Linked DNA regions of Mus musculus: all the other regions are linked to region 2. The links are chromatin contacts, called in public HiChIP or PLAC-seq, Micro-C and promoter capture Hi-C maps. All regions are on one chromosome and are shown on one strand. The core of a region is the stretch at or near the end of the contact, and the rest is flanking DNA. Distances in the headings are between cores, read along the strand shown.

Evidence for each region. Promoter capture Hi-C pulls out the DNA fragments that hold promoters and counts their contacts. Hi-C and Micro-C count contacts between places; a contact is called where the count stands out from the background. HiChIP or PLAC-seq counts read pairs in DNA pulled down with a chosen protein or histone mark.
Region 1: a contact with region 2 is called in an HNF4G HiChIP or PLAC-seq map of pancreatic cancer cells. The contact joins the promoter of Josd1 here to the promoter of Micall1 in region 2. A contact is called at or near these places in 7 of 39 promoter capture datasets (the 3T3-L1 cell line, 3T3-L1-derived adipocytes, the C10 cell line and 3 more), 4 of 115 datasets of contacts at active chromatin or transcription factors (bone marrow-derived macrophages, extraembryonic endoderm stem cells, pancreatic cancer cells and 1 more) and 3 of 9 other capture datasets (liver, macrophages and pancreatic islet).
Region 3: a contact with region 2 is called in an HNF4G HiChIP or PLAC-seq map of pancreatic cancer cells. The contact joins the promoter of Npcd here to the promoter of Micall1 in region 2. A contact is called at or near these places in 2 of 39 promoter capture datasets (liver and pre-B cells) and 1 of 115 datasets of contacts at active chromatin or transcription factors (pancreatic cancer cells).
Region 4: a Micro-C map of embryonic stem cells shows a contact between it and region 2, with 2.2 times the contacts expected there. The contact joins the promoter of Nptxr here to the promoter of Micall1 in region 2. A contact is called at or near these places in 2 of 39 promoter capture datasets (both in liver) and 1 of 484 Hi-C or Micro-C datasets (embryonic stem cells).
Region 5: a contact with region 2 is called in an H3K27ac HiChIP or PLAC-seq map of bone marrow-derived dendritic cells, with 2.3 times the contacts expected there. The contact joins the promoter of D730005E14Rik here to the promoter of Micall1 in region 2. A contact is called at or near these places in 5 of 39 promoter capture datasets (the C10 cell line, the SN4741 cell line, liver and 1 more), 2 of 115 datasets of contacts at active chromatin or transcription factors (bone marrow-derived dendritic cells and memory CD8 T cells) and 1 of 9 other capture datasets (adipose tissue).
Region 6: a promoter capture Hi-C map of liver shows a contact between it and region 2, with 2.5 times the contacts expected there. The contact joins the promoter of Sun2 here to the promoter of Micall1 in region 2. A contact is called at or near these places in 2 of 39 promoter capture datasets (both in liver) and 1 of 115 datasets of contacts at active chromatin or transcription factors (memory CD8 T cells).
Region 7: a promoter capture Hi-C map of liver shows a contact between it and region 2, with 4 times the contacts expected there. The contact joins the promoter of Dnal4 here to the promoter of Micall1 in region 2. A contact is called at or near these places in 5 of 39 promoter capture datasets (the C10 cell line, hematopoietic stem and progenitor cells, liver and 1 more), 1 of 484 Hi-C or Micro-C datasets (B cells) and 1 of 115 datasets of contacts at active chromatin or transcription factors (microglia).

The regions. Positions count from the first base shown.
Region 1 is chr15:79,686,314-79,689,421 of GRCm38.p6, forward strand. It overlaps Josd1 (Josephin domain containing 1), which reads right to left and starts at 1,559. Exons shown (of 4, transcript NM_028792.3): 1 at 420-1,559. The coding sequence starts at 604.
Region 2 is chr15:79,107,365-79,110,349 of GRCm38.p6, forward strand. Micall1 (microtubule associated monooxygenase, calponin and LIM domain containing -like 1) reads left to right here and starts at 1,619. Exons shown (of 16, transcript NM_177461.1): 1 at 1,619-2,065. The coding sequence starts at 1,920.
Region 3 is chr15:79,832,870-79,835,824 of GRCm38.p6, forward strand. It overlaps Npcd (neuronal pentraxin chromo domain), which reads right to left and starts at 1,464. Exons shown (of 9, transcript NM_001013362.2): 1 at 1,274-1,464; 2 at 1,046-1,089; 3 at 833-898; 4 at 643-709. The coding sequence starts at 1,342. Cbx6 (chromobox 6) reads right to left here and starts at 1,464. Exons shown (of 5, transcript NM_028763.3): 1 at 1,274-1,464; 2 at 1,046-1,089; 3 at 833-898; 4 at 643-709. The coding sequence starts at 1,342.
Region 4 is chr15:79,803,212-79,806,223 of GRCm38.p6, forward strand. Nptxr (neuronal pentraxin receptor) reads right to left here and starts at 1,498. Exons shown (of 5, transcript NM_030689.4): 1 at 764-1,498. The coding sequence starts at 1,372. All of the region lies in intron 5 of Npcd (neuronal pentraxin chromo domain), which reads right to left.
Region 5 is chr15:79,891,785-79,894,596 of GRCm38.p6, forward strand. It overlaps D730005E14Rik (RIKEN cDNA D730005E14 gene), which reads right to left and starts at 1,354. Exons shown (of 1, transcript NR_030675.1): 1 at 1-1,354. It overlaps Apobec3 (apolipoprotein B mRNA editing enzyme, catalytic polypeptide 3), which reads left to right and starts at 624. Exons shown (of 8, transcript NM_030255.3): 1 at 624-785. The coding sequence starts at 733.
Region 6 is chr15:79,740,954-79,744,114 of GRCm38.p6, forward strand. Sun2 (Sad1 and UNC84 domain containing 2) reads right to left here and starts at 1,583. Exons shown (of 18, transcript NM_001205345.1): 1 at 1,386-1,583. Gm16576 (predicted gene 16576) reads left to right here and starts at 1,745. Exons shown (of 4, transcript NR_045069.1): 1 at 1,745-1,958; 2 at 2,130-2,277.
Region 7 is chr15:79,772,875-79,775,727 of GRCm38.p6, forward strand. Dnal4 (dynein, axonemal, light chain 4) reads right to left here and starts at 1,593. Exons shown (of 4, transcript NM_017470.2): 1 at 1,485-1,593. Gm30977 (a long non-coding RNA gene) reads left to right here and starts at 1,654. Exons shown (of 4, transcript XR_875488.3): 1 at 1,654-1,912.

The DNA.
Region 1 (3,108 bases), core at 309-2,808, 580 kb after region 2:
TTCCACCATGTCCCACCTTTGGTAACAGATGGCTGAATGTGGATGTATTTTGTATCCCTCCTAGATTGTAAACTCCTTGGTGGCAGGTCTGTTAGGGAGGCAATAGAGCAGTGACCACCAGTGGAGATAGGACCCACTGAGCCCTGTCTTCATCACAAATGGGAATAACACATGCCACACGGAGTCCTCTGTCTGACTCCAGCCGTGGAGACAGCACAACTGAGGTTAGTCCACCACAGATGGACCATAGATGGTGACTACCTGCCTGCCATTTCTGTGTGCCTCATTCCTGCCCCCAGCATCTAAATTCCAAACCTGTAGGTTTGAAGGTTTCTGTCCCCGAGACACTGCACCACCCACACAAACTCAGAAATACCAAGAAGTGGGGGGGATCGAGATGCCAAGCAGGGGAGTCCTACCTCTGGAAAATCTCCTGCAGCGTTTCCCGCGTGAAGGCGTTGCTGTCCTGGAAGACGTTGTTGAGAGCATGAAGAGCACAGAGCTCCCTGCGCTGCTTCTCATGGTAGATTTGTGGGGGCGCTGCTTGGGGAAGGTCCGAGGATTCAGCTTTGGCCTTGTCTCCTTTCCATGGCACGCAACTCATGTTTTTCGATTTAGGTTCCAGGCAGAGCCGCTAAACACTCCGCTCCTTCCCTCCTGAGGAAAGTCTAGGTTTCTGTCTTCGGATTCCTGAGATTCACCTATTTATTCTCTGGTGTTCATGATTTATGCTTTGTCACTGGGAGGAAAGGTTGGAATCAAAAGGGACAAAAAAAAAAATCTACCTTTTTCTGTCTTCTCGATAGGAAAAAATAACTTTTGGATTAGTTTATTTAGCCAACACTTTCAAAGTGTAGAATTAACAAAGAAAAAAAAAACATATAAAACGTAGGATTCCTCCCTTTGGCTGCCGCCTTCCCCTCCCACCCCCTTTGGAAAAAAAGAAACACCACGCTTTCCTGGCCGTGTTTTCCTCTCTGCAGATGCCAACTAGGCCTCAATGCAGGAGGGCAGAACCGAAGGGGTCACATCGCTCCTTTTCTTCCATTTCGTCCGAATCACAACACCACAGGCTCCGAAGACCGGGTTGGGTGGCGGAGAAAAGGCCCAATGCCAAGAGCTAGCGAGGATCGGAGGGCGTGAGGTCGCGGGCCGCGCGGGGGCTCCGGGGATAGCGCTCCATGACCGCCAGCGGACTGGCGGACTCGGCCCAGCGGAGGAGCCGCTTCGCCTCGGCGCGGGAGGAGCCGCGGAAAGGGGAACGGCAGCCCGGGCGCCGCCGCGGGGAGGTCCCGCCTGGCCCGCGAGGGTGCGGCCGGACGCCTTGCCTCGCCCGGTGCAGCCTTGGCCCACCGGGCTGACCGTCCCCGCAGCGACCTCCTGCTGTCACGTGAGGCCAGTCCCGGGCTCCTTCCCGCTGCCTGCCCGGCGGGGACTGTTCGTCTCCCCGACGCCGCCACCTGGAGCTTGCGGGCCGCCACCTGGCCCACGCGCGGACAAGCAGGCGGCGGAGCGGGCGGGCACGCGCACCTGAGCCCGACGTCAGCGGCGTTCACTCCGCGCGCGCCCCAGACACGCCCCCGCGCTGACCCCGCCTGCCAACCTCGCGTCACCCCTGACGTTGTGTGACGTAGCCAACGCGGGCTGTTGGTCCGGTGGAGGTGCTTAGAGGTCGCGGAGCCGTTGTGCAGGGTTGTGGAGCTCCGCGGTAGCGGGGGAGGTCGACTTGTCGCTTCGCCGCAGCTCCGCCCCGGCGCCCACTCCCGCCTGGACGCCGCAGGGCCCTCCTCCCGGCAGAGTGCTTTCTTGAGCCCGGGCAGCGGCTGCCCTGGCCCACTTATGTTCATCAGATTTCCTAACACTTTACCGACGCGGTCGGGCGTAATCTTGGTTGGTGAACCCGACCGCCTCCAGTTTTCTTTGAGAGCTGAGGGCAAGACTCTCGCCGGGAGTCATATTTCAAATGGAAACCTGAGTTCTATTTCAGATCCTTGGTGTCGTATTCCAGTTCACTTCACACAAACCACTGCCCTTTTGATCAGCAACCTTCTCTTGATGGCTGTCACAAGCCTTCCTTTCTGTGTTTTCTTTTCCCTTCTGATCCTTCTTTTTAGACGTGTGTGTGTGTGCGCGTGTGTGTTCTCTAGTTCAGCTGGTCTCAAACTCATTACGTAACCAAGAATGTCCAATTTGTTCAGGGCAAGGGATCGAACCTTGGTAAATGCAAGACAAGCACTCTACCAACTAGAGCTCCGTATTTTGAGTTTAGCTGAGTACATTGTGTCCAAAGGCAGACTATTTACAGTTTCCCATGGGTTTAAATTAAGTCACTGTTTCTAACTTGCCTTCCTATCGGATTTTTGTTAGGGAAAACAACAGATTTGCACTTTCAAAGTAATGGTTTCTCTAATCCTCATGATCACCCCAATCAACAGTATTGTGCAACACATCTGAGAGATTACCACATGATAGGGCATCCTCTACCTAGACTACTTTTGAATTATCTTTTTGTGTGTGTGTGTGTGTAATGTGTAAACTACCAAACTGTTACAGTGTATTTACATAGGATTTATCTCCTAGGGACTTGCTGTTCAACCAGAATTATTGTAAACATCTATTAATTAACTGATGAGTAATTAATTATTGTTAAGCAAATTAGACTTTTTTTTTCTTTTTCAGGGAGAAAAATACAGCCCAAAGAAGTCGATCAAGTTGTTTGAAATCATTATGTCTATAGTGAATTAAGGGTTTGAGCTTGGACCAAATTGTTTTCAGAAAGAGAATGTAAAGATGATTAGGAATTACCTCTCAACTGTTACTTTTTATATTTATTCTCCAAAACATTCAATTCGAAAAGCAAGTATTCAGAATATATATCCTTTCTAGGCAAAGTCCTATAGTGAGAAGGACAGTCTTTCCCCCCAGCCAGATAGCAATGTATTCTGAAACTGAACTTTTTCTGGCCATACAATGCTAAATAGCAATCGAAGCAATAGAATTAATACAACTGTCACCTCTGATCACCCCCAGCCAAGCAGTGAGCAACCTCCAGTTGAATTCTTAATACTTGGGGATACTGTCAGAATCCACAGATATAGGGTTACGGTC
Region 2 (2,985 bases), core at 369-2,868:
CATGGAGGTCAGAGTTCAACTTCTGGAAGTTGGCTCTCTCTTTCCATCGTGTGGGTGTAGACAATTGAATTCAGATCAACAGTTTGGCCTTTACCTGATGAGCCATTTTACTGGCCCTATTATTTATTTGGAGACAGGGTTTCTATAACTCTGGTTGTCCTGGAACTCACTCTATATCCAGCTTACCTTCAACATCCAGAGACCCACCTGACTCTTGATTGTTGGGATAAAGGTAGCCACCATATCAGGCTCCAATTTATTTTTGAGACAGTTTTATATTGTAACCTCAGGATTCCTTCAAGCCATGTATGAACACTTGAGCCATTCTGCCCAGTTTTTTTTTTTGGGGGGGGGGCGGTTTCAAGACAGGGTTTCTCTGTGTAGCCCTGGCTGTCCTGGAACTCACTCTGTAGACCAGGTTGGCCTCGAACTCAGAAATCCACCTGCCTCTGCCTCCGAGTGCTGGGCTTACAGGCATGCACCACCAATGCCCAGCTTCTGCCCAGTTTTTAAGTTTTGAAACAAGTCTCTTGTAGCCCAGGCTGGCAAGCACCTCTCGGGCATAAACTACAAGGCTCTATCTTCATTTTCAAGATATGAAACTATAATTCAAGGTGACACAAGATCACGTTGCTGGGGAGGGAGGGAACCAGGATTTGAGCCTGGGTTAACAGAACTCCAAAATCCTGTTTCAGATGACTAAAACCCTGTTCATTCCCTCAGAAGGGAGCAGCAGACTCATTCCTACAAGCTACACATAGGTCAGAGTGATGTCACCATCTCTGCGGGGCTGATTCATCAGCCTGGGTTTATTTAGGAGGCGCCTCTGGGGGAGGGGTCTCCTGGTGGGGTCTTGAAGAAACTATCAAACCAGGCGTTGGAAGCAGAGGTTTTCCTCTGTGTCGGTTTCTAGGTCCTTTCAGCAAGAGCCCAGCCATTCTAAAAGTTGAAGAGACAGAGCCCCGGAAGGATCTATGATCCCCTAGTTTACACGGAGAGAGGGAACCAGAAAGGACCAACTTGGTTGTGGGGTCCCCAGCCTGTCATACTACATAGCTCTCTGGCCTGGTGGTAGTAAAGGTGTTTGGATCCCCTAGGCAGGCCGTGGGGGGAGGGGCGGGCGTTCGAAGTGTTGTAGCGCGGTGGGGTATGGAAGAAAGCTGGTGGCCATCTGGAGGTCTGGGATCTGTGGGGAAAGTGCCTCGACTTTCAGACCAGTCGTGGGTGTGGTTCAGAGAAGTCAGTGAGGAGAATCTGAAGGTTCCTAAGGGTGAGCTTGAGGCAGGCTAGCAGCAAAGCCAGAGTGTCCCACCTCTTGGGGTAGGAGGGCCTGGGGAGACTGCGGGGTGGCGTTGGGGAGGGGCTAGCCAGCGAGGAGTTGTCCCTTCTTCCAGGAGGGGCTCCCCAAGGGAAGGGTTGACTCGATCTGGAGGAGAGGGGCTATGTGGGGCGTCCGCCCTTCCGGGGAAGGGGCTCGACGGCGGGGGCGGGGCCGCAGGGTGGGGCCCCATCCTCCTCGCGCTCCCCCGCGACGCGGGCGGGCAGGGGCGGGGACGGAGGCGGTGGGCGCCCGCGGCCGGCCCACAATGAGGACAGCGGGCCGCGGTGAGTAAGCGGCGGCCGCCCGGGCCGGGCCACGCGGGGCGGAGGCTTCGCGGGCAGGTCGGGGCAGGCTGGCCGGGCGGGGTCGGGAGCCGAGTCCGCAGCCCTAGCCGCGCCAGAGCGGAGCGAAGACACCGAGGCCCCGCCCCGGCCGCCGGTGGCGCCCCGACCTCCGAGCCGCGCCGCAGACACAGCCGGAAACTGGCCCTGCCGGAGCGCAAGCGGCAGCCCAGTGCCACCTGACCCCGAGTCGGAGCCACACGAACCGGAGCCCAAGTCCGAGCCCCAGTCCGGGCCGTCTCCGAGCCGGGCCTGCCATGGCGGGGCCGCGGGGCGCTCTCCTGGCCTGGTGTCGCCGCCAGTGCGAGGGCTACCGCGGCGTGGACATCCGCGACCTGAGCAGCTCCTTCCGGGACGGCCTGGCTTTCTGCGCCATCCTGCACCGGCACCGGCCCGACCTGCTGTGAGTGCCCGGGGTGCGCGAGCGAGCACGCGGGGCTGGGGACCGCCGCTCCCCTCAATGACGCGGTGGCACGCGCCGCCCTGAGAGGTCCGGGACCTCACACCCGCCGCTTCTGAACGCGGAGCAGGGCCACCCGAGACCCCAAGACCGTGCACCCCCTCCCCCACCTCGGGCCACTGGTGTCAGGCTCTGACCTCTAAGAGGGAACTCTGACCCGTCCTTCGGGACGTCGTTACTCTAGGCTCCAGCAGAAATACTGAGCCTCGCTTCCTCCATTGGCGTCAGAGCATAGTAACCCCAAACTTGACTGTAGGAGATGAGAATATGCCACTCCCCCAGTTAGGCTTCCTTTAAGTTCGAGCTGGTCCCCGGGTGCTCTGGGAGGCTGACTTCTTTCTAATAGAAATTTACATCTTTGTAAGGGCACCTACCGGAAAGGGTCTTCAGAAAGAATGCGGCCCCAGATCACTTCCTACCTGGGAGAAGCTGCCGGGCTTCGGCTTTACTCACTTCCCCATCCTTCCCTCCCCTAGAAGACAAACCCCATTCCTTTCTATAGATAAGCGGCTATCATCCGGCACAGCAAGTCCCATATTTTGTGGGACTTCCGTGGGAATGTAGGTCATTAGTTTTAATTCTCTCTTCAGCTAGTTTGCCATTTACATTTAAGGCGCAAAGAACCTAGAGGGATGGAGGAGAAAGCTTTTGTAAGGCACTTTGGGCAGATACTCTGTAGGGCACTAACCCCGTTTCTGGCACAGGGTTCCTAGCTAAATGGCTGTCAGGTGACTGCGGGTACACTACTTCCCCAAACCACCTCGATAGGAATCTGTCTAGGTGTATGGTCCCGCGGCTCTGCTGGTTACAGTGGGGAACAAAGATGGAGCAGAAATTAGGAGCCAGGCAGGGGAGGTCTCTAG
Region 3 (2,955 bases), core at 214-2,713, 730 kb after region 2:
ATGCCCCACCCCATCTTCATTGGAACCTCCAGAAATATCAGGATTAGGGGTAGACAGGCTCAGGACCCGAAAGCTGGTAGTCCAGTGTGAATGATCAAATTCAGGTTGAAGTAATTTAAGGTCAAATTCAAGCCGGGCCCCCAAGTGCTATGGGAGAAGGTACAGAATACACTCCAAAGGAGGTGGGCAGTTATAGGGCATGGGAGGCCAGTGTTTTGCCAGGAGGTAAGCCTATCTATACTCAACAGCTCCAAGACTCTAAATCACAAAACAGGCCAGTGTGTTCAAGGCTGGAGGAGATGAAGGGTCTCACTAGCGAAAAGAACTTCCCAGTCACCTCCTCCCCTGAGTATGCCCCACCTGCTTCACTCACCCGCTTCCTGGAGCACAGTCGATCCCCCACCCCCAGTTCCTGGTTTCATCCCTGATTACCCCACTCCCAGGCCCCTCTGGCTGGGCTGGCTACGGCCCGCTGCCAGGGACTTGTCAGGGACTCACAACCACCCCCTGCCCAGCTGGGGCCCCTCTGGAAAAGCCTGCCCGCCTAGGCAGCGGCGGATCTGTCCCTCCCTTGCAGGCCGGCCCTGTGCTGCGCCCTGGCTGGGGGCCCGAGCGGGGGCTGCTGGGGCTGGGCCAGGTTACCTTTAGGAGGAAAGTTTTGGGTTTAGGTCCCCTCTTCTTGGGCCCATACAGCTCACGTTCCCTTTCCCTGTAGTCAAGAAACGCCAAAGATGAAAAAGGGTCCCTTCCTGGGCCCCACTCCCCGACCCTGCCCGCCTTTCCCGCTTCCCTGCGCGGCGCCCCACCGCGCCTGCCAGCTTCTCCAACTCACTTCTGCTCGAAGGCTGCGATGAGCCTCGAATCCAGAATGTTCTCCTCTGGCTCCCAAGTGCTGTACCTGCCGAGTCACGCGTACAGAAGAGCAAAATGAAAACCCAAGGGGCAGGGGCACACCGCGAGGGCTCAAGCACGCACCCCCTATCCAAGGCCCAGGTGTCTTCTTGCCGCCTCCCCAGTCCCCATGCCAACGACCCACGACACTCACTTGATCGCCCACCCTTTCCATTTCACCAGGTACTCGATGCGTCCCTGAAAAACAGAAAGGAAAAAAAAAAAAATAGGGGGTGGGGGTGGGGAAGATGCAGGGACGCGAGGAGGCGGCGGCGCGGGGGTGGCTGAGGGAACCCGGCTAGCCGGACCACTGCACCCCGAGGGCCCCGCGGGCTCCGACACCACCGCGGGGAACACAGGGCTGTCCCGGCCGAGGGCTCACCTTGCGGATCCGGCGTTTAATGATGGATTCGGCCGCGAAGACCCGCTCGCCTACTGCAGACAGCTCCATCTTGCTCAGCGGCACCCACAGCCCATAATACTCCCTGCTCCCGCGGCCGGTGCTGCACCGCTCGCGCACGCGCCCCAGCGCTCAGGCCCCCGGCGGGCGGGCGCTCGGCGGGGCGCGCGCTCGCGTTCCAGCTGCGGGCCGTCACGTGATGCTCCGGGCCTGAGCGCCGTTGCCAGGGCCTCCCCCTCCCCCGGGGCGGTTGCTAGGGAAAATGAGCGCTCGCGGGGCGGGGGCGCGCGAAGGCTCTTAAAGGGGCCTGTCCTCTCCCCCGCAGTCCTGGCGGGAGACCGATGGATGCTTGGCTGCTGCCAAGCCGAGTGAGGTGCAGTGCAATCCTACATTGTCCCACTTCATCCTGCAGGCCCAGGATCCCTGCCACCTCCTACCCTCCTTGTAACTCCTCATGCCAGAATTGCCAGGCCCTCGACAGAGAGATGCGATAGGCCCAGGAGTCTCTAGGCGCTGTGCATCCTCCTGCAGACGTTTGCAAACAGTTAAATATGATACAGCAGAAATGCATTCACTGCAGCTTTGCCAGGCCTTGTGGGGATTTCTTTAACACATCACCCCATCCATTATTTATGTATTCGTGGGAGTGTGGTTTTGTAACCGGTTCAGATAAGTTAAAACAAAAACGCCACAGCAGGAAGGGGGCGGCGGGGGGGGGGGGGTGACTGCAGAGGTGACCCAGGCCTGCGACCATGGTCTCAACACCTACAAGTAGACCTTGGCGAGTGTGTTTATAAACCAAAGAGAGAGAGGTCTCAAAAGAGAACCGCAGGGCATCCCAGATTGAGTCCAAAGCAGTCTTTCTTTGGGTCACTCAGCAGAACCCGCCTTCATGGTCAAATCTGTATTGGGATTTTCAGGCCGCAGGCCACAGCATAATTCTACAAACCACAGCTGCAGGAATGACTCCGCCATTGCTCCTGGGAGGCGCAAGTGGGATCTGGAACTTTCCCTCTTGGATGTAGCCCACCTCGCTGGAAACACACATTGAAAAATTATTTAATCGGAGTTTCCATTAGGCCAGTGGTCTTGTTCTTTGCAAAAAGAAAAAAAAATTAACCACATATAAATAAGGAAACGAAAGGGAAGGAGCAATTCATAACCTGTATTAAGTCATTGGGGTCCTCTAGCCCAGTTCTTTCCCTAAACTCGGGCCTGCATGAATATGCATAGATACATCACCTACTTGGAGAACACAGGCACACATGTTCTATCTATTTAAATGTTTAAGCACTATAGGGTTGTACTATTCACACTGGAGATGCTATCCTCCCTTAATGATATTGATTGGACATTAACACTGATTTTGCTCTGTTCACCTGTTGTCTAGGGCTGGGCTGGAGGAGGGGTGGGGATTTGTAAGGGTCAGGATTATCTTTTGATTTCATGATTGGCTTATTAGAATGGGGTGGGGGCACAGGGTTGTACAAGTCTCCCCGCGATTGCACCATTTCTTGAAGGTGCAAATTCACTGATGAAAATCTCAGCTTTCCATCCCTGCACGCCTGCAGATATGTATAGAAAGTACATTGACTGAAATCCTTCTGCTCCCCCTCAAAGTCTTTATGCTACTGAGAAAATCCTCTTAGCTGGCAAGACAGCAA
Region 4 (3,012 bases), core at 248-2,747, 700 kb after region 2:
AGCCTGGGGGAGGAGGCTGGGGCCACAGCATCAGCCCTATCTCGCCCCTCCTTCGAGGATTTATTCCGTGTCTGGAAATCAGTCCATGTCTGGGAATGGCCAAGGCTTTCCTGTCTGTTTGTCCTGCTCAATCTATCTTATCTATTTGTCCCCAGACTGGGAATTTGTAACAGAGAGGAAAGGGACCATAGGCATAATCAGTCAATGCCTTAGCATCACACACAAACCCGAGAAGGGTCCCTACTCCCCGGGGACTCCTTGTATCTGACCTGGAAAAGGAGGCGGAGGGAGCTAAGTACACCCCTATTGAGGAGTCATCCGCTGATTTACCCCAAGAGTTCAGAGCTTCAGGTACATAAAGCTGGGCGTGGCCCGGGGATGAGAGGTGATGCAGGCGTGCAGGTTGGTGCTAATGAGGCACTCTTGGGCTTGCCAAGACAGCTAACGGTACTCCTAAAGGTAGTGAGTACGGGGTGGGAGCTGCTCTAGGTTCCCGAGGAGAGCATCTAAGGAGACCATGTGCCAAACATCCCCACACCTGCATCTCAATCAATTTTCACTACAAGTGGACGCCGTTCTCCCATTCTCGTGCCCCGATCACCGTGCCAGGTTCCCACCGGCGATTCGGACCAGAACACTTCCATGGTGCCTGCCAGGGGCATGCTTCAGGTGACCCGACCGCAGCTCCAGGGACCCGGGACCCCCGCGCCGCAGGCTGAGCAGGGCCCCTCCACCCCGTGTCCCCCGACGGCGCACCACTCACCTCGATGCGCTCGATGCGGTCTCGCAGCGCGCGCACCGCGTCCTCCAGCTCCAGCAGCAGCGCAGGTGAGTCCCAGGCGCCGTCGGCCATGGTGTCGCGGCGGGGCCCGGCGTCCTGGAGGCCGCGCGGCAGGCCGCTCTCACAGCGGCCCAGCTTGCCGGTGAGCTCGCGGATGGTGTCCCGGTCTGCGCGGATGCGCGCCTCCTGCTGCAGCGCCGTCTGGCGCAGCTGCTCCGCGGTGCTCTGCAGCAGCAACAGCTCTGCGCGCTCGCCTGCCGCGTCCCCCTGCTCGGCCCCCGACGGGCAGGCGGCGGCCAGCGGCGTACAGAGGAAGCGACTGAGCAGCGGCACGGGCGGCGGCGGGAAGACGCTGGCCGCGGGCTCCCCGGGCAACACCGAGGGCCCGGCCGAGCCGCCTGCGCTGTGCAGGGCGCTCAGGCTGCGCTGCGGACCCGAGCCACCGGCGGCCGAGGCGGCCGAGGCGTTGTCGGTGCCGCCGGGCAGCGCGCGAGCGGGGCTGGCCGCCAGGGGCACGCTGGCGATGATGCAGATGACGGCACCGAGGAACGCCAGCATGCCCGCGGCCAGCAGCACGGCCAGGAACTTCAGCGTGAGGCGCGGAGGGGGCGCGCGAGGCCCCCGGCAGGCGCGGCGGCGGGGGTCGGGGCGCAGGGCCCGGGAGCGCGGGAGCCGGAACGGGAGCCGGAGTGGGAGCCGGAGCTGTCGCCGCGGCCGCTACTGCCGCCGCTCTGAGCCCGCGCGGCGGGAGGAGGAGGAGAAGGCGGGCGCGGCGGCCCCGCCCCACTCGCTCCCCCGGGGCCGGCCGAAGCCCAGCCCCGCACCCGTTCCGTGCCGGGAGCCCGACTGCGTGCGCCACGCCCAGGGCTTCATCTCACTCAGAAGGAGGTGACTGGATGGCTACGTGGCGGCTGGGTTCTAAGGCGACCCTGCGTCCTGGCCTCTGGTCCTCTCCGGGTCCTCCCGCCCCCCGGAATGCCCATAGCTGTGTCCCTGCGGGGCTCTGGCCTCAGCACGCTGCAGCCTCGGTTGCAGTTAACACCAGTCTGAACACGTTCAAGATACAAATGAGGAAACTGAGGGCCCTGGGCTCAGCGTGATGCCGGCTCCGTTGTAGTTAAGCCTCAGCCTGAACATGCTCCTGATAACAAAGAGGAAACTGAGACCCTCTGAAACTGAGGCCAAGTGGCAGCCCAAGGTCACAGCTAGAATGCATTTGAAGCAGCATTGAGGTGAGCCACATCTGCCTGGACAGGACTACTAAGGTGAAAGCTAGCGATCAAAGAGACAGCAGTCGAGGGTGAGGAGGCCTAATCTGTTTCTGCTGTGGTCACCTGAGTGTCACCTGCTACCTCCTCTTTCCAGAAGAGCAGGTTCGCTCTGCTCCAAGCACCCCATCTGAGCCCTTAGGTCTGCAAGCATCAAAGTTGCCAGAGGATAATCCCCTAGCTCGCTGCAGCCTCTGTCAGAATGGCAGGTGGGATGCAAGCTGGTGGGCGCCAAGACCAGGCAGGAGTGGGCTATGTGTGTAGGTTTTACTTTATCGTGCCTAAAATGCCTCTATATATATTCTGTTGAAAATTAACTTTGCAATGAAAAACGTTAAAAATCTTCCCACCCTTTCCAGTCCGGCTTCAGCCCTGCTGTTCTGCAGGCTGTCTCTGCCTGGGATGGATTCCTGAGCTGGAAGAACCCCTGGAGGCCATGAAGGTTCACGCTGCAGCCTGGTAATGGCTCACTAAGTCCTGAGCCAAGTCTTGACCATCTCAAAAGTCTCTGACTCCCCACAGCTACCAACGTGGACATGACTGGGGACCAGGACCTTTCTGAGGAGGCAGCAACCTCCAGAATCCTGGGGGACCTTGCCTGGTCACTGGCACCCCATTGGAGGTCCATGAGCATCCGTTCTGACTCCCTTCATTTTCCAGGCTGGGGGTTATGTCACCTCTGCTCACCCACACCCTAGAGTCAGGGATTGTTGTCCAGATATGCTAGTGAGAGGCACAATGCGGGCTCTGCTCATCATGAGCACCCAGAGCTGCGTTGATGACAATTAATAACCTGAGACCCCAGCCCAGGCAGCACGGCTCAGAGGAAGCATCCACAACTGGAGATCTAGCCTCAGATCTTTGGAGGCAATGACAGGCATTGGGCCCCCTACAGCCTTAGGGGTAGAGACGATATCAGCACCCCAGCTGATTCTAGTATGTCCATGAAGACAGACACGCAGA
Region 5 (2,812 bases), core at 104-2,603, 780 kb after region 2:
ATTTGACTGGTCCACGCTACTGCCCTCGAGAGACACAGGTCTGTGAGAACAGTAAACTCATTTCGGTCTCCCTCATCTGCAGGGAAACAAGCTTGGATGACGGGCTCTGATACCAGCTCGGCCACCTGCTGCTGGCTGATTCGGAGCCATCAATGATCCATTTTTGTGCTCCCCGTTGATCTCAGTCTAGCTCCACACCTGGGGCAGTTGGGAAATTAGAGGTGAAGGGTGCCAAAATCCAAGCCACAATTAGAAATGCGAAGCCAGGCTGTCCCCTCCCCTCCTAAGCCGAAGGGAGAAAATGTAAGGGTCCCCACTCCTTAACACCTACAGAGTCAAACCCTTGGTTCAACTGGCAGCTTTGGCTGCAAGCTCGGCACAGGATGGTCTAGGCAGGTTGGATGGAGACGCCTGGGGCCACCCTTGGGGCGTCTGTCCTACCCTCACCGCGGTCGGCATCAGCTTCTCTCTACCATCAGTTAGTTTCCCTTTCTCTTTGCGATCCCCGCGGGCCGCTGTACAGAGGAGCAGGTCTCTGCCAAGCCAAGGGACAAAGAGGTGGGCAGGAGCCTTCTGGGCTTGATCGCCTAGAGCCCTCCCATTCCGGGAGCTGATGCAGGAAGAAGGTGGGGCCTGCATTCACTTGGCCCGGGAGGTCAGTTTCACTTCTGGGGGTCTTCCATAGCCTGCTCACAGAAAATGCAACCCCAGCGCCTGGGGCCCAGAGCTGGGATGGGACCATTCTGTCTGGGATGCAGCCATCGCAAATGCTATTCACCGATCAGGTACCGCTGGCCCCGCTCCTCCAAAATTTTCACTGCAGTCTCTTCCTGGTGGCCCCCATTTTGCTGTATACCGAGCCTCTCCTCTAGGTCCCCAGCTCCCGATTCCTCTCTCACATTCTCCAGGATACTCCGTAGCTCCCACTCCCCTCGAGGGTCCTTGTTCTGAGCCGCTTCGGTTACCTTATAGCTGCTTCTAAACTGGCCACCCTGTACCCCTCTCCACGTCACCCATATTTCTTCCTGTTGAGACTTCTCAGTCTGGGGTTACTCGCCTTTGGGTCTTCATGCTGATCCAGGGCTAGGCTGGTCTGGGCTTCAAATTTTAAAGAGAAATCCATGGAAGCAGACTTTGGACGACCATGTATGGAGAACTTTCGATAGATGTCCTAGAATATCCGTGCTGTTTTAACCCAACCTCAGGGGATACTGGGAGAAGAGGGGACCACTCTCTAAGGCAATGTGAACCACCTTTCCAGAAGTAGCCACTCTGAGCTGGGAAAGGGAAAGGGTAAAGAGAAATTCCCCTAACACACCCATTGCCTGGATGCTTGTGGAGACTTCTCGGAACCACACCAGTCAGCTAAGAGAAAAAGAGAAATAATAGGGGGCGGGGTTGGCACTGGAGAGAGATGGCTCAGCAGTTAAGAACCTTTGTCACCTTCCACAGAGGACCAACTGCTACCAGCAAACACATGGTATGGCTCACAACCACCTATAACTACAGCTTCTGGGAATCCAAGGCCTTCTCCTGACCCCCAGACATGCACATATTAATTCAGAACACATACACATATGTATACATGCCCAATGGCAAGAGATGTGAGTGGCCGGGTGTGGTGGCGCACGCCTTTAATCCCAGCACTCGGGAGGCAGAGGCAGTCGGATTTCTGAGTTCAAGGCCAGCCTACAAAGTGAGTTCCAGGACAGCCAGGACTACACAGAGAAACCCTGTCTCGAAAAAAACAAAAGAAAAAAAAAAAGAAAGAGAGAGATGTGAGTGTATTTTAAACCTACATATAAGAAGAAAGTTATACTGCCTACTCCCTTGGGTGACATTCTGATTTTTGTCCCTTCTCCTGGTGCCTGTGATGTCGGTGGAGGCCACTGTCCCGTGGGCAGCCCAGCTGCAAGTGGTGCGTGCATGCGTGGGTGTGGTGGAAATGCAGGCTTTAACTTCAAAGCTAATACTTTTACCCGCTGAACCATCTCCCTGGCCCGTCTTTCGAACCAATTCACCTCACCCTGAGCAACTTTGTCCTGTCCAGTGATGGATAGACCTGTATAGAGAGAGGCGACAGTCATATCACAGAATAGCATGTCTTCAGTCTTCAACAGAAAGCCCCTGGCCAGCTGTCTGTCTCCAGGATTAGGGCTCCTGAAGCCAGTTATCAGCAATTATCTGTTAATAGCCTTGTCCCCTGGGTGTGGCCTTGTAACCAGTCCCAGATGTCACCTCTCCTTCCAGAGTCAGAGATAAGCCTCCGATCCCATTCTTCTGACCAAGGCTTGATAGACGTCTGATTTTTCCAGCTCTTTTCTACAGGCTGCTGGCTATGAGGGAAAGGGTCCAGCCTGGGGTCCTCCCAGGCCACTAATACCTAGCCAGCTTTGAGGGAAGGGATCCAGACTCTGTCTCCTGATTTTTTTTTTTTTTTTTAAGATTTATTTATTGTAAGTACACTGTAGCTGTCCTCAGACACTCCAGAAGAGGGAGTCAGATCTCGTTACGGATGGTTATGAGCCACCATGTGGTTGCTGGGACTTGAACTCCTGACCTTCAGAAGAGCAGTCAGGTGCTCCTACCCACTGAGCCATCTCACCAGCCCCCTGTCTCCTGATTTTTGGTTGTTATTATATTGTGGAATTTTATTGTGATGGTGGTGGTAGTTTGGCTGTGTTGTTGTTGTTGCTGTTCTTTACATTCTTGTCTCCCTCTCCCACCCTCCCCCACCCCAGCCCCGACAGGATTTTACTATGAAGCCCTGGCTAGCCTGGCACTCACTATATAGTTCAAGTAGGACTCGACC
Region 6 (3,161 bases), core at 333-2,832, 630 kb after region 2:
TGATAAGAAGACCAAGGTGAAAACAACAAGTGAAGATAAACAAATCTTTCAGGCACGGGACCCAGCTTCAAATCTCAGAATATCAACCCAGGAATCTCACCGAGCCTGGGCTAGCAGGATTACAAAACTTTAGATCCCAAACCCATCCAAAATGAGTTCCTGGTACTTGTGACTTAGTATTGTTTCTGCTATTCCTGGTGGATAGTGACCTCGCATGGTGGGAAACACCCAAACCCAGACCACAGAAACCAGAAGGTCAGGTTCATCCAGCTAGAAAGACAAGTAGCCTCCTGTCTGGGCTAACTGGCATCTTCCCAGGTGGGATGCCCATCTGGCATCTCTCACTCTCTTCGACTGGTGTTGGTAAAGGGACCAAGTGGTAGTAGCCAAAGCAGGAAGTTGCCTTGGTCCTGGGTTGTATTCCAGTCCTTATAAGGTAGTTCCCCCCATGACTGCCACCCCCACCTGACAGCTCCAGATGCCCATATGCTCCACCTCTTAACCCCTGCCCCGCTGTAGCACATGAAGCCTTTGCCAGGGGGGAAAAGAGTGTAACATGTTTATACAGTGCCCACGCCGCTGTTGCAAGAATCTAAACGTTCTGAGTAGGTGGAGAGGTGGGGCACCGAACACTGCCCCGTGTGCCACCTCCCAGCACTCCCAGAGCGGTGTGGACCTTATCTTTATCTTTCATATTCATCCTGTTGTCACAAAATAGTTTGCCACAGCGGCCATCCAGATTACACAAGATGACAAAGGTCTACCGTGGGGAGCCGCTGAGATAGACACTCCTCCATCCCGCCATTAGTTACAAAACCCTCAAATAAAACATACTTTCCTACTGCAGAGCCTTGGTCCCGAAGATTCCCCTATCCTGGGGAATATTATACGTGACATTTCCACTCCATTTCCCCTGGGACACAAAAAAGTGCTCCAGGCGCTCACCCTCTGTCCTGGCTCTAAGTCACACCCCGGAGCGCGCTGGCTTTGTTTTGTTTTGGTTGGGTTTGGCTGTTTTGGAACTGAGCTAAAAGGGCCCTCCCCCGTACCCCATAACTGTGACAGGCAGCGGTGGCGCAGGCTGAGAACTTCCAGTGCCAGGACTCGGCCTGTGGCACAGCCCTGGTCCGGTTTGGGGCGGCTGGGTCTTGGCTGCCCTCCTCCCCGGAGGCTGCTGGGGAAGTCCCGCCTGGGGACAGCGCCCTCCCCGTGACCGCGATGCGTCAGGGCGCCGGCCCGCGAGTGTCCCGGGGCGTGCGTCGCGCAGGGGCTGGAGTGGCCCGGCCTGGCCGGACAGGGAGGCGCAGGCCCGCGCTTTGGCCGGACGGCGACCCGGGTCAGGCGGGCGCGGGGCCGTGGGGAGGCGGGCCCAATCCCTTCTTTACCTTGCGTGGTTCTTCCCGCGTCGGAGTCCCCCGGGCGGCGCCGCGCACTGGGCCGGGCCGGGCCCGGGGCTGGGGCTGAAACGCGCGCGGAGCGGAGACGCGGGACGGCGCGGGGTCGGTGAGCGGACAATGCGGCCGGCAGAGGACCGCGCTGCGCGAGTGGGGCAGGGCGGTGCGCGCGTGGCCGAGTGTGTATGTGTGCGCCTGTCAATCAACGCTGACAGCCCACAAGTCATTGGCCGGGCCCAGCCGGCCCGCCCCGCCCTCTGCCGCCGCCCATTGGTTGATTTGAACACAAAGGCTCCGGCTCGGCCCGCCCTCCGCGTGGGCCCTGTAGTCCGCGCGTGGGAGGCGGGGGCGAGTACGACCTCCAGGCTGTGGGACCCGAGCGTTCCCTCGCGCATCCGTGCCCACGCGCGCGCGGCGCCGGAGCTCTAAAGGCTTTAGGTGCGGGAGCACACAGGGTGTCATGAAATTGGCCCCAGGATAGGGTCCTGACGCGGCCCCGCGCGGGTGGTTTGGACGCTTACCAGCGTCAGCCGTGTCTGCCCATTTTAAAGACGAGGGAAACAGGTCCGTGGAAGTTTTTTTTGTTTCTTATAAAGAACCCACCCAGAGGGGAAGTTGAGTCTAGAAGATTAATACTATTTAATTTTAAGGTTGAATTTTAAATTCCAAGGTGGGCAGGATACCCATCTTCCCGCACCACCTATTTTTGTTGTTGTTTTTGTTTTTCCAAGACAGGATTTTACTGTCACGGAGATCCACCTACCCCTCTGCCTCCCAGGTGCTGAGATAAGAGTGCACCACCATGTCCAGTCAGAAACCCCAAGTTTGACAGCAGCTTTTCTGTTTTAAAGAAGGCTCCATCCACAGCTGGTTGCAAGAGAAGGTAGGGCTGGCAACACGGTTCTCCTACTTTCCTCCCCCTGGGATGAGTTCCTGACTCCACGGACCTGTCCCCTCCCACCACCACCCCATCTCTCTCTCTCTCTCTCTCTCTCTCTCAAACACACACACACCCCGCCCCCAGAAGATAAAGGAGTGCGACTGGGGATAAACCACTTCTGTTCAATATCTTCTAAGGATGATGAGATCCGGTGTCCTTCACTTTAAAATGCCAAGGGGGTGGGGGGAACTGGGACAAGAAAGACAGTGGTGGTTCACGCCTTTAATCCCAGCACTGGGGAGGCAGAGGCAGGCAGATTTCTGAGTTTGAGGCCAGCCTGGTCTACAGAGTGAGTTCCAGGACAGCCAGGGCTATACAGAGAAAGCCTGTCTCGAAAAGAAAAAAAAAAAAAAAAAAAAAAGCTGGTATCCAAAGGCAGTAGGAAACTGAGGAAATACACACACCCTCATTTTGGATTGGTTCCACTGCCAAATAAAACCAGATCCCCTTTCTAGACCTCCATTGTCCCATCTGGAAATGAGATGCTGTCTACCCTTACAGTATCTTTGGACAATTATGCTAACTATCTTCTTCTTCTTCTCCTTTTCCTTCTTCTTTTTTTAACTTTATTTTATTTAATTTATTTTTATTAGATAAGATTACAGAGGGGAACAACCTTGACCTCAAGAGTAGGGCCACATTCAGACTTTATGGTCCTCCATTTTTAAATTTATTTATTTATTTTTGCCGCGGGTAGTGCCTTCCCCATCTTATAGCTCTGAGGTGGAGCACACGCACAGACAGCCCACATGAGGGCTCTAGAACAACAATAAAGTTATGTTTCTACCCACATGGGTATAAAGATGATACTTTATTATCATGTTGTA
Region 7 (2,853 bases), core at 343-2,842, 670 kb after region 2:
AGCGATCAGCCCAGAAAACAGGCCTAAGAGGCCAGAATGGTCTCAGGAATGGGGAGGGTGTGATACCCCACGGAGAGAGAATCAAGGTAACTTGATAACTTTCTCAGAGGGATGAGCCTACCAGAGCATGGAAGAAACCAGGTAGAACAGATAGGCAGGCCAGCTTGATGCTAGCAGCTGGCAAAATGCAAATGGAGACATTTAGTCAGGAGGAAAAGATGGCAGAGTCATGGATGGTTGGAAAAGGGAAGCTATGAATCCTCGTATCACTGTACCAACCTCTTTCAGTTTCCTCACTCCTGTACCCCAAGAATTCCTAGCCACAGGGGAAGAGCAGAGCCAGACAGCAGGCCTGAGGTTCATCTGCAGACAGTGGCTACTGAGTGGGATACTGCGCAGGAAAGCACTGGGCTCTTCCCAGGAGGGAAAGTGTGAGGTCATAACAGACAAAAAGAAGAAATTAGGGGGTGGAGGTCAGTTTATAAAGTGCTTGCTACAAAAGTATGAAGACCAGAGTTTTCTATCCCAGCACCCGTGTAAAGGGCTGGGTGAGGCGGCCATGCCTGTGAGCCCAGCATTGGAGAGGCAGCTGAGAGGATGGATCCTTGGAAGCTCATTAGCCATGAAGCCCAGTGGTGAGCTCCTGGCATCAAAGAGGGAGACCCTGTCTCAGACAATAAGGTGGAGAGTGATTGTGAAAGACACCGAATGTTGACTTCCAGCCTCCACATGTAACTGCACACACAGGAACGCACATACACACAGAAAAAAGACAAGTGAGCAAGTACCGTCTACACTGGACTGGACCCTTTGTACTTCATTTGCCAAAGGAGATGAACTTCAGACTATTGGCTTTATAGATGCACTGACTGGTGCCCAGAGAGATCTTAGGTAGTTCTTACCAATGGGAATCCAACTTAAGTTTGCCAAATTCTTTGCATTACATAAAAGGTTAGGAGAACACACATCCTAAGGGGCGTTGACAGTTAAGTCCCACAACATCATGCTAGGACGTCAGAGTCCAAAAGGCCTTTGCGACCATTCAACCCAATTTCGACTTTATAGATGGGAAGACTGAGTGCCCCCCGTCGGGCAATAGTCAGCCTAGAATCCCAGAGTATCGCCAAATCTCCAAACCAAGTGATCTGGGACGAGGCGATTTAGACCACCAGTCAGCAGCGAGGTGGTGCGGGGACAAAGTGCAGTGGGAGTCAAAACAGGGAGGATGCGAGGGCATGGAGCTAAACAGGACCCAAGATGAGTGAGGAGGAGCGGCCTGCAAAGTGGTGCTGGTGCGCAATGTCACTGCCAAGCTCCGTGGTCTCCTACGTGGGACAAGGGGAGGTCCTGGGCCGGGAACCGCGGGCTGGGGACCTAGGTGGGGCCTAGCGTTGGGCCAGGCCTTGTCCGCCCCGCGCATCCTCCCGCCCTCCCTCAGGGCCAGCCCTCCCCGCCGCGCTGCCCTCCGCACTCCGCGCCCTCACCTGCTCCCGCGGGGGCCGGAGCCGAGGCCACAGCCAGCGCACCCCCGCCAGGGTTGTCAAGGAGCGAGCCAGAGTGTCTTAGCAACCATCACGGAAGTCCCGTCCCGTCACCGGACGTTGACAGCAATATCACTTATTATTGGTGTAGAGAAGTGCCAATTAATTCCGAAGGGGCCTAGGAGGCCGGAGCTTACGCGAGGGGCGTGGCTTAAAGACCGAGGAGGTGGGGCTTCGCTCATAGTCGTCTTAAGCCTGCCGGAGCAGCTGCGGACAGGCAGAAGTAGTCTTTGTAGAGGAACAAACTTCTTAAAGCTGTATTGCCCTGGGAGTTTTCGACATCGAAAATGACAAATGCAGTTTGTTGGTGTCGTGACGCTGATCTGCTATTTTACGACGACCGCAGGAGCCTGATAACCACCAGAACTTAGGTAGTGTTTTAGTCCTTTACAGTGAGTGACTGTCTCATTGATTCGCAACACAGTGCTTACTGTTAACAGCATCCGTGATCCCGTCTGGGCCAATGTGTAGAACTAGAGAGACTGAAGGAAAGAATCAAGGCATAACCTCAGAGAAGGAATCCAGATCTTTCCCTTGTGCAAACCCTCCAGGGTTGCTTTGTCCCAGGGGCTGGGAGACACCTGTACCATCAGATGCAGTTGTCTGGAACCTGCTTCTGATTCTTGGAAAGAAATGACCAAAGAGTGTTAGAGCCTCTTGCTGAGGGGAAGGTGAAGAAGAAGAATGGATCAGTGGAATGCCCCATAATCTAAACATTTATTCTATGCGTATCATGCAATCATTAATGAAGCCCCACTAGCTGGTGATTCTGCGGAAGGCACAGTTCAGAAGGTATAGAGCCATGAGAAGAAATGGAATCGTTTCCGCGTGCTTCTATAGCAGAGACTGGCAGGGTACTGGCTCTTTTTAAGTGGGACAACGAGGCGGGAAGAGCCCAAGATGACCAGAATGCTAATGGGAGCGGGACAGCGGTAGCTCCAAGAGGCCTGGGTGCAGGGTCAACGTAGTAGGAGTGCAGGGTCAACATAGTAGGTCAAGTAGAGGGGAAGACAAAGAAAGAAGCAGGGCAGAAGAAAGAGAGGTTTGAAACACAAGTGGCCCCTGGTGTGAGGTGAGATAGAGTCATTGGTTGCTGGAGAGCTTTGGGGAGAGTGGTAACAAGGTCTGATCTGGGACAGTGGATTAACCTAGCTTGAGTGTACAGACCCAGAACACACACATTGGGCTTGGTTTGAGACTTGGCAGCAGGAATTCAGCTCAGCACACGACAGTTCCTAGCTAGCCTCCCTGGAAAGTTCTGACTGTCTGTGGCGAATCTTACTCAGCCTTCAAATTTCCTTAATCCTCTTTT